Linked DNA regions of Mus musculus: region 2 is linked to region 1. Evidence: chromatin contacts called from public Hi-C data. All regions are on one chromosome and are shown on one strand. Each heading gives the region's core, a stretch centred on a gene start, on an enhancer-like site or on the middle of the called end of the contact. The rest is flanking DNA. Distances are from core to core; before and after follow the strand shown. Region 1 overlaps Suclg2 (succinate-Coenzyme A ligase, GDP-forming, beta subunit). Region 2 overlaps Suclg2 (succinate-Coenzyme A ligase, GDP-forming, beta subunit).

Region 1 (3,802 bases), core at 550-3,049:
TCCATCTATGTTTATACTTGTATATTCCTAAATATAGCCCTGTAGTCAATGTTACTTGCATGTATGTGCTCAGGGATGACCATTCGGCACTGGACAGCCAGTTGGTGTGCTCTTCTCTGGGGAAGACCAAATGAGCTTGGCTCTCTACAACCTAAAATGCTTTGTTCATTTGTAAAAGAATTTCCCAGAGTTTCTTGAAGTACAGTGTCTGTTTAGAAAGAGCTAAAGATAGCATTCACAGTAGAAAAGTACATCTTGGTCTTCAAAACCTGACTGTGGTCTGAGCTAGAGGGAGAATCCGACGTGCAGATCCTTCCGTGCAGCCCGATGACCCTCTTCTGACCGAGATTTATGCCTTTGATACTGTTTAATTTGTAATTATGACCAAGAAAACTATAATGACAAAAATCTATCTTCAGAGAGAAAATGAATACTCATTTTCAGAACAAGGTAGCTGAACAAATACTGAAGACATGGTGATCATATGCATTGTAATTGGCTGTTTGGTATTGATAATGATGATTAGGCTGTATCTGAGCTCTGTGAGGGAGGCCTCCAACCTGCTAACAGTGACTGTCTGAGGAGCACCAGAGTTAAAATGACTGTATTATACAGTTGTTGCCCAGCTCTGAAGTTACATAAGCACCAACAATCTCATTACTTATTTATGTTAGGTGCATATAAGCAAAATGCATATGGACTTCTAGCACTATGTAGGTACAGGCAACCTTGCAACTCGAACAGCAGCTTAACAGGTAGAAAACAATGTAAATGCTGCACCATAAAATTCTAAACTCACACACTAGGTAATGTTCCCCAAACAGCATCATCCTCTGGTCAAATGACTTGGGCTCTTGATCTGAGCGGCTCCATAAACTCTCTGTGTTCTAACCTAACTAACTAATTTAATCACTCTCTGAAAAGAGGTAATGGGTTGGAAAAATGCTTACTTGAGTGTTCTAATGAAGTGTCCAAGACTTGGGATATTTGTGGTTCTGTGCCACAAAAACCTCAGCCTCATCTACAGAGATGCCCTTTCTTCCTACTTGTGTTAAATTTATGTTATCTAAAGAAAGTTTTCACTTAGAAACAGCAACCAAGAATACCCTGACCTGCATGGCCTACAGCTGATTCTCCATTTGTCAGCAAACACAGAAACCATGGCTGAGTCAACTATTCAAAGGATTTTCAAGGAGGAAGGAAATTCCTCTGGGCATACGTATGTTGGTTGGGCTTGGGTTAAAAAGAAAGAGATTTGGAGAATAAAGCAGATGTGTTTAGTATCCATTACAGAGTCACTTCCTATATTCTTTTGAACTAGTATCAGAGTTAGAACCACAATTATAAAAACCACTTGGACAACCTGAATGCCTGGGTTTCTGTTTGGCGTGTCTGTAATATTTACTGTAAGAGCTAACTGCATGTATAATTTGGCCACAGAGTCATCTAGGCATAAAAAGAAGAACAAAGAGACAGTAACAACGTTTACCAATAGGTAAAAAGCTTTTTTAAAAAAGGACAGACATGTAAGCCTCACCTAAGAAATGAACATTAGGATGGTATTTTAGTTAACTGTCTCTTGCTGTGATAAAACACAATGGCCACAAACAACTTGGGAAGGAAAGCTTTTATTTCAGCTTATAGGCCACATTGCAGTCCATCACTGAAGAAAGTCAGGGCAGAAACTTGAGGCAGGGACTGAAGCAAAGGGCATGTGAAGGGCAATTGCTCACTGGTTTGCTCCTCAGCTCTTGCATAGCCTACCTCCCTTACGCAACAGGACCATCTGTCCAGGAATGGTGCCATACAGTGTGGTGGTGCAGGCTTCTACATCAATCATTAATCAAGAAGGTAACTCAATAGACTTGCCTACAGGCCACATTTTTGGAGTTATCATCTCAGTTTAGATTCCCACTTTCCCAGATATGTCTGAGTTTCTGTCAAACTGACAAAACCCAATCACAAGAAATAGACTTTTAAGAAAATGGACTTTTAGTGTCTTACCATAAAAACCTGAAAACCTGGGTTTAATCCCCAAAGCACATGTACAAAGTTAGCTGTGGTAGTACATCTGCAATCGCCACCATCCTCTGGCAAGATAGAGGTAGACATGGAGAATTAGCTGGAAGCTTCTGTGTCAGCTAGTTTGGAGATTGCAACACAGTGAGAGAAACAAGAGAGCTCCTGCCTCAAAGCAAGGCAGAAGGGGAAAACTGATTTCTGGAACTTGTCCTCTGGCCTTCACTTCTACACTGTGGTCATGTGACCATAAATACCCCAGGGCTTGGACTCTTCTGCAAATTCTCAAGTAATCATTTTTCCAGCCCATTAACTCTTTTCAGAAAGTGACTAGGTCAAAAGGAAAAGAAATATTCTGGTAACAAAAATGGCTTCCAAACGTAAAAGGTAGTCCCTTTCATGGAGAACAGTCATTCCTAATGAAGTAGTAGCTGTAATCCATGGCCAGTTTTAATTTGTCAATTTGACACAACTTAGAATCACCTTCGAAGAAAAGCTTCAATGAGGGACTGTCCGTACTGGGTTGACCTAATGGCACGTCTGTGATGAACCCTCTTAGTTAACTGGTGTGAGAAGACCCAGACCACTGTGGGCAGCACCATTCCTTAGGCAGTGGGTGCTGAACTTTATGAGTGGAAAATGAAGATGAGTAAGCAAGCAGTATGTTTCCATTCCTTTCTCTCCACTCTTGACTGTGGATGTCAGGTGTCTAGCTGTTTGAGGTTCCTGGCTTGACTTCCCCATGGTGATGGGCAATAACCTAGAAATGTAAGCTGAAAAACTCTTTCCTCTAAGTTCCTTCCTTTTTGTCAGGGTATTTTATCACAGCAACAGAAATGAAACTAGAACGCTATATTTTATTTGTATGAGAGCTACACTGGTACAGATTAAGAATATTTATTGGCTCATTCTTTGTGAACAACATTGTCCAATCATCTCAGACTTATGTCACCTTGATGAATGTGAACATGTGTACTCCATCACCATTAGCTGGGGAATTGATATAGAAAACACTCACACAACTGGAAACTTGGTGAAGGACCCATTTATTAATCTATAAACAGGCAGTCTATCTGTCTATCCCCACAACATAATGGCCTCCACAGGCTAACTGTTCCTAAGAAAAGAAAAACAATTACTTCTATGGGTAATTTCTTCTTCTTTATTCATGACTGACATCAATTAAAAAAAATAGCTAAGCAGACAGAGCCAAAACTTAGGCCTGCACAGATTCACATTTCACAGCACAGAGAAATGAAGATAAATTTAGTTAATAGCAAAACCCACTGTTTCTGTAAATAACAAGTCTAATGCAAGATGAAGGTGGAATGTGACGACTGTGACTGTTCACACAGCTGCTCAGATAAAACAGTTTGATCAGTCAGATCTCTGGAAAAACAATGTCTTGATAGGAACTCCTATTAAAACACCAAGCAGATGAATACCTGGCAGGGAAGAGTGAAAATTGTGTCTACTTAAAACCCCAACAGCTTACAGATTACTTCTTCTAAAGTTTCTGCTAAGATTATTATTGTGTGTATGTATGGTATGTAAGGTATGCCTGGTTGCACGTGTGGTGGGTACTGGCACCAGCACACAGGCAGGTAGAGGCCAGAGGAGGACATCGGGCTCTTTCTCTATGGTCCTCTGCCTTATTCTCTTGACACCAAGTCTTCCACTGAGCATACAGGCTTATGTATGTCATAAGACAACTTTAGGGAGTGAGCTCTTCCCTCTCACCATATGGATCCTGGGGATTGACCTCAGGTTGTTAGGCTTGGCA
Region 2 (3,802 bases), core at 717-3,216, 140 kb after region 1:
GCAGAGTAAATAATGTATAGCAAAGTTCTGGAAGATGAGGCCCTGGGAGATGAGGCTGTGTGGAACACAACTCTCCTGTTCACTGGCAATGAGCAGGTTTTAAAAACAAGTTGATACCTGACTCCACGAAAGGCACATAATAGAGACACACGGAAGGACACACAGAAATCTGATTCGTTTCCTTTGGTTTAAGTGAAGACTGCATGAAACAATGGAGTCGCACATTTGACAGGATGCCAGGCATGTGGTCTGGGCCAGAAGGTTGAATCTTTGTGGCTTCCAAAGTGTTGTATTCTCACACTGCCGAACGCCAGCTCAGGTTTCCAAAGCATGTTCACACCGTTTCTAAGGAGACTGAACCGAAGCTCCAAGTACAGTCAGTCCCCTCGGCCTGCCTCCCAGAGCCTGCCTGAGGCCCTGGAGGCCCTGACTCCACAGCTCTCCTGTTGCTTCTGTTCAGGGACACAAGACAGTTACTGAAAGGATAACCCTGCCCTGAGGTCTTCCAAGGAGAAGCCCATTCATATTTGAAGAACCAGAAAAAAGAGAAAGAACATTTTAGAAGAGAGCGATTTCTCTGCTAAAATACATATAATGGGAAATGTCATTAAAGGCTGATGAATGGAATTATTTCCAGGAATACAGTTAGGCCAACTATTAATGTCAACTCAGATACTCTTAGGAACCCGTGCATAGCTTGCATAGGTGGTAACTTCCTGCAGCACAACACTGCTATGGTGAACCTCCATGTCCAGGACCTATGTTGAGTGCTTTTCATCTGGACAAGCCAGGCTTACTAGCACCAACCAGAAGGTAACTCTGTGGGATGTGGATGTAGATCCTTCATTACAAGGCTGGCCTAGCAGTAGTCAGAGCCCAAGTGCAAGACTAAGCTACACAAAGGGGTAGAGGAAAGGAGGGAAGGGCGTCAAAAGAAAAGGTGCTCCACATGAAATAATCACATGTACACGTACACACACACACACACACACACACACACACATATACACACAGAGGCACTCGCAACAAAATAAAAAAGACAAAAACAAAACAACACCACTAACAAACAAAAAAAAACAGTATTAGGAAGCTCACGTACTCATCAAGGCCAGAGAATCAGGTTCAGAAATGGTAAAAGCACCAAAGAGGCCACTGGCAGGCAGAAAGACATTAGACTCAGCCCAAGAACTTTCATTCTGGCACCAGCACTGCTAGCTCTGGAAAGCAGACCTTCTTGAACTTCAGGGGAACACACACCCAGGGGACTCAAATTATATCATTGCATTGCTGATCCTGAGACTCATGAGAGGCTGCTAAAATGAGTATTTACTTCACAGAGATCAAAGCTAGCCTTGACTGTCACTGTAAGACAAAGATCCGCTCAGTACAAAGGAAGACCTCAACCGCGCATGGCAAAGCCTCAATAGTTCCGGAGGCTGCTGTGTTTAACTGTCTCAGGATCAACAGCAGCTGCCACTCAGTGTCAGTGGGGAGCAGCTCCCTTAAGACAGGAAGTACAATTCCTTAATGGCGAGTAATTTGCCAGGCTTCAGGATGTAATTATATAAAACAGAGTTAAGTTCTTATATTGATGAATGGAAACATGCTCTAGCTGAAAGCAGCCCAAGCTAGCCGATACCAGTGAGAGCTCCCATCTGCATCTCAGATGGATGTCGCTAGCTCAGAGAAGATTAATTTCTCCATTTAATTCTCCTTCCTGAGTTTAAAAAAAAAAAAAAAAAAAAAAAAAACTGGAGGTTTTCATATATACTTTTTCCTGCTTAATGAAATGCCAAGAGCCTCAGTCAATGTGAAGACAATAAGGAACAAATTGTAGAGATTCTGAAGATTGAGTGGCAGTGCCCCATGTTTTATCTGTGTTTATATCACAGCACTTCTGAGTTATACCAACATCCTCCGTGCAGCTTAGAGAACTAAAGGGCAGTGTACACACCAGTCCTGTGCACAGTGGGTTTGCTCTCACCACCTCTGAATTCCATAGTCCAAATGAAAAGAAAGCACGCATTGATATGCCTTATTAAGGCTCCTAGAGATATTTATTGTGTGTGTGTGTGTGTGTGTGTGTGTGTGTGTGTGTGCACGCACGCAATCAGTTCTCTACTTCTAGCATTGGTCCCAGGAATCAAAGTCAGGTGGATGAGGCGTGGATGCAGCTGTAGCCGCTGGGCCATCTCTCCAGCCCAATCGGTCCTTCTTTAGAGCATACTCAGATGCTCTTGTAAACTTCTGCATAAGTGAACTGCTCATATGGTAAAAGCTTAATTTACCAAGCCAAACTTATTCTCTTCAGTTAGGCATAAACCTGTTTTCAATGCAAGGCAATGAGGATCTTGTTCAAAATCTTATAACTATAAATTGTATTCCAGAAACAATAGTTTAGCATTGACCACTTTAACAAATGTTCAAGTTTAACAAGCTTCTACAACCAGACAGCAAAATGTTCTGTTGCCCAAAGAGAAACAACAAAATGAATCATTAATATCCACAAATTACAGGTCTTATAAACTGCATCTAAGATCCTTCTATATCAAGTTTTAATACAACCTTCTAATTTTATTAATACGCATTTTCCATCTTAAACATGCTGACGCACACAAACCATCTCCCTAGAGCATCACCAAGAGTCAGCCATGAGGAAAAGGCATGAGGGGCAGTATCTAATCTAACAGAGCTGGGGGCAAATCCCGTCTATGTTGATTATTAACTTCACAATGTTGACAAGTGTTTTAACCTTACATTGCCTGCTTCTCTGTCAATAAAGTAAAAATGCTAAGCTAATTATTGACAAGATTTGGTAACTGACTAAATACAAAAGAGGACCACAGAAGATGTGGAGCAATGAGAACGTTTGGGAGCTGAGAGGTAGCATTCTGTTTGGTCCAAGAGAGTTACAAACATGGCAGATCCAGACGACCGGGTATATGGGTTCAGATACCATGAAAGAAAGAGATGTAGGAAGGGGGATGCAGGGACTACACTGGAACATAGGTATACCTAATATCAAGGCACATTTTCAAAAACTTTAATAATATATCATTTTACTTCAAAATGTCCATTGTAGCTAAAATATAAAGTAGTACCCATAGGTTCATGAAGACCACAACTGGTGGGGCCATTTTGAAAAGTTGTAAATCTTGAGGAGTCAAAACCTGAGAAGGCAAAGTAGACCTCTTAAGGTTTTATAGCCCAGCCTCTCTCTCTCTCTCATTCATATATAAAATCTCAGCACCATCAGGAAGACATACATCTTCACAGCTTTAATCTTACCCTCAAACATATTTGGTAAGAGTGTTCTTGTGGCTCCTGTCACTCTGCAGTGGTGAGAACAGGAGCACTGTGGAGTTCGGCCAGATTCTTTTCCTTGGCTGTCTGTAGACAATCCCAGTGACAATGACACAGACACCTCCTTTCACACTCACTATCAGTTTGTTCCATTTTAAACCTACAATTTCAGCATCTCCTTTTAAATGTCATCAATTTCCTCTCGGATCAACAGAATCCAACATCAGAAACTAGATGCTCCCTCAGTCTAGAGCAACTACTCTCTGAGTGTGAACCTGCCCGCTTGCTTGTCTGCTTGCTCACTGAATGAGCTGCTCTCTGAGTGTGAACCTGCCTGCTTGCTTGTCTGCTTGCTCACTGAATGAGCTGCTGCCTCAACACCAGGACTCTGCCTCGGCCTTGAAAAATGGGCCAAGGAAAAGCTAAGACCAACTTCACTTTACTTTTTTGTTCTCATTTTCAAACCCCTAAAACAAAACTTGTCCCTTTTGGATAAGTC

Evidence for each region. A called contact is a pair of places that touch in the nucleus more often than the background predicts.
Region 2: a Hi-C map of liver shows a contact between it and region 1, with 1.6 times the contacts expected there. The contact joins two enhancer-like sites. A contact is called at or near these places in 1 of 15 datasets of contacts at CTCF or cohesin (the NIH/3T3 cell line) and 3 of 484 Hi-C or Micro-C datasets (CD4 T cells and liver).

Annotation. Positions count from the first base shown.
Region 1 is chr6:95,510,137-95,513,938 of GRCm38.p6, forward strand. All of the region lies in intron 9 of Suclg2 (succinate-Coenzyme A ligase, GDP-forming, beta subunit), which reads right to left. Among named protein-coding and RNA genes, the nearest start is that of AY512915, 180 kb to the left of the region's middle. Within about 2 kb of position 1,800, at least 6 of the 459 cell types and tissues checked have an H3K27ac peak or open chromatin away from gene starts, as enhancers often do. A contact at or near this core is called in liver, where this site is marked.
Region 2 is chr6:95,650,210-95,654,011 of GRCm38.p6, forward strand. All of the region lies in intron 2 of Suclg2 (succinate-Coenzyme A ligase, GDP-forming, beta subunit), which reads right to left. Among named protein-coding and RNA genes, the nearest start is that of Suclg2, 67 kb to the right of the region's middle. Within about 2 kb of position 1,967, at least 36 of the 459 cell types and tissues checked have an H3K27ac peak or open chromatin away from gene starts, as enhancers often do. A contact at or near this core is called in liver, where this site is marked.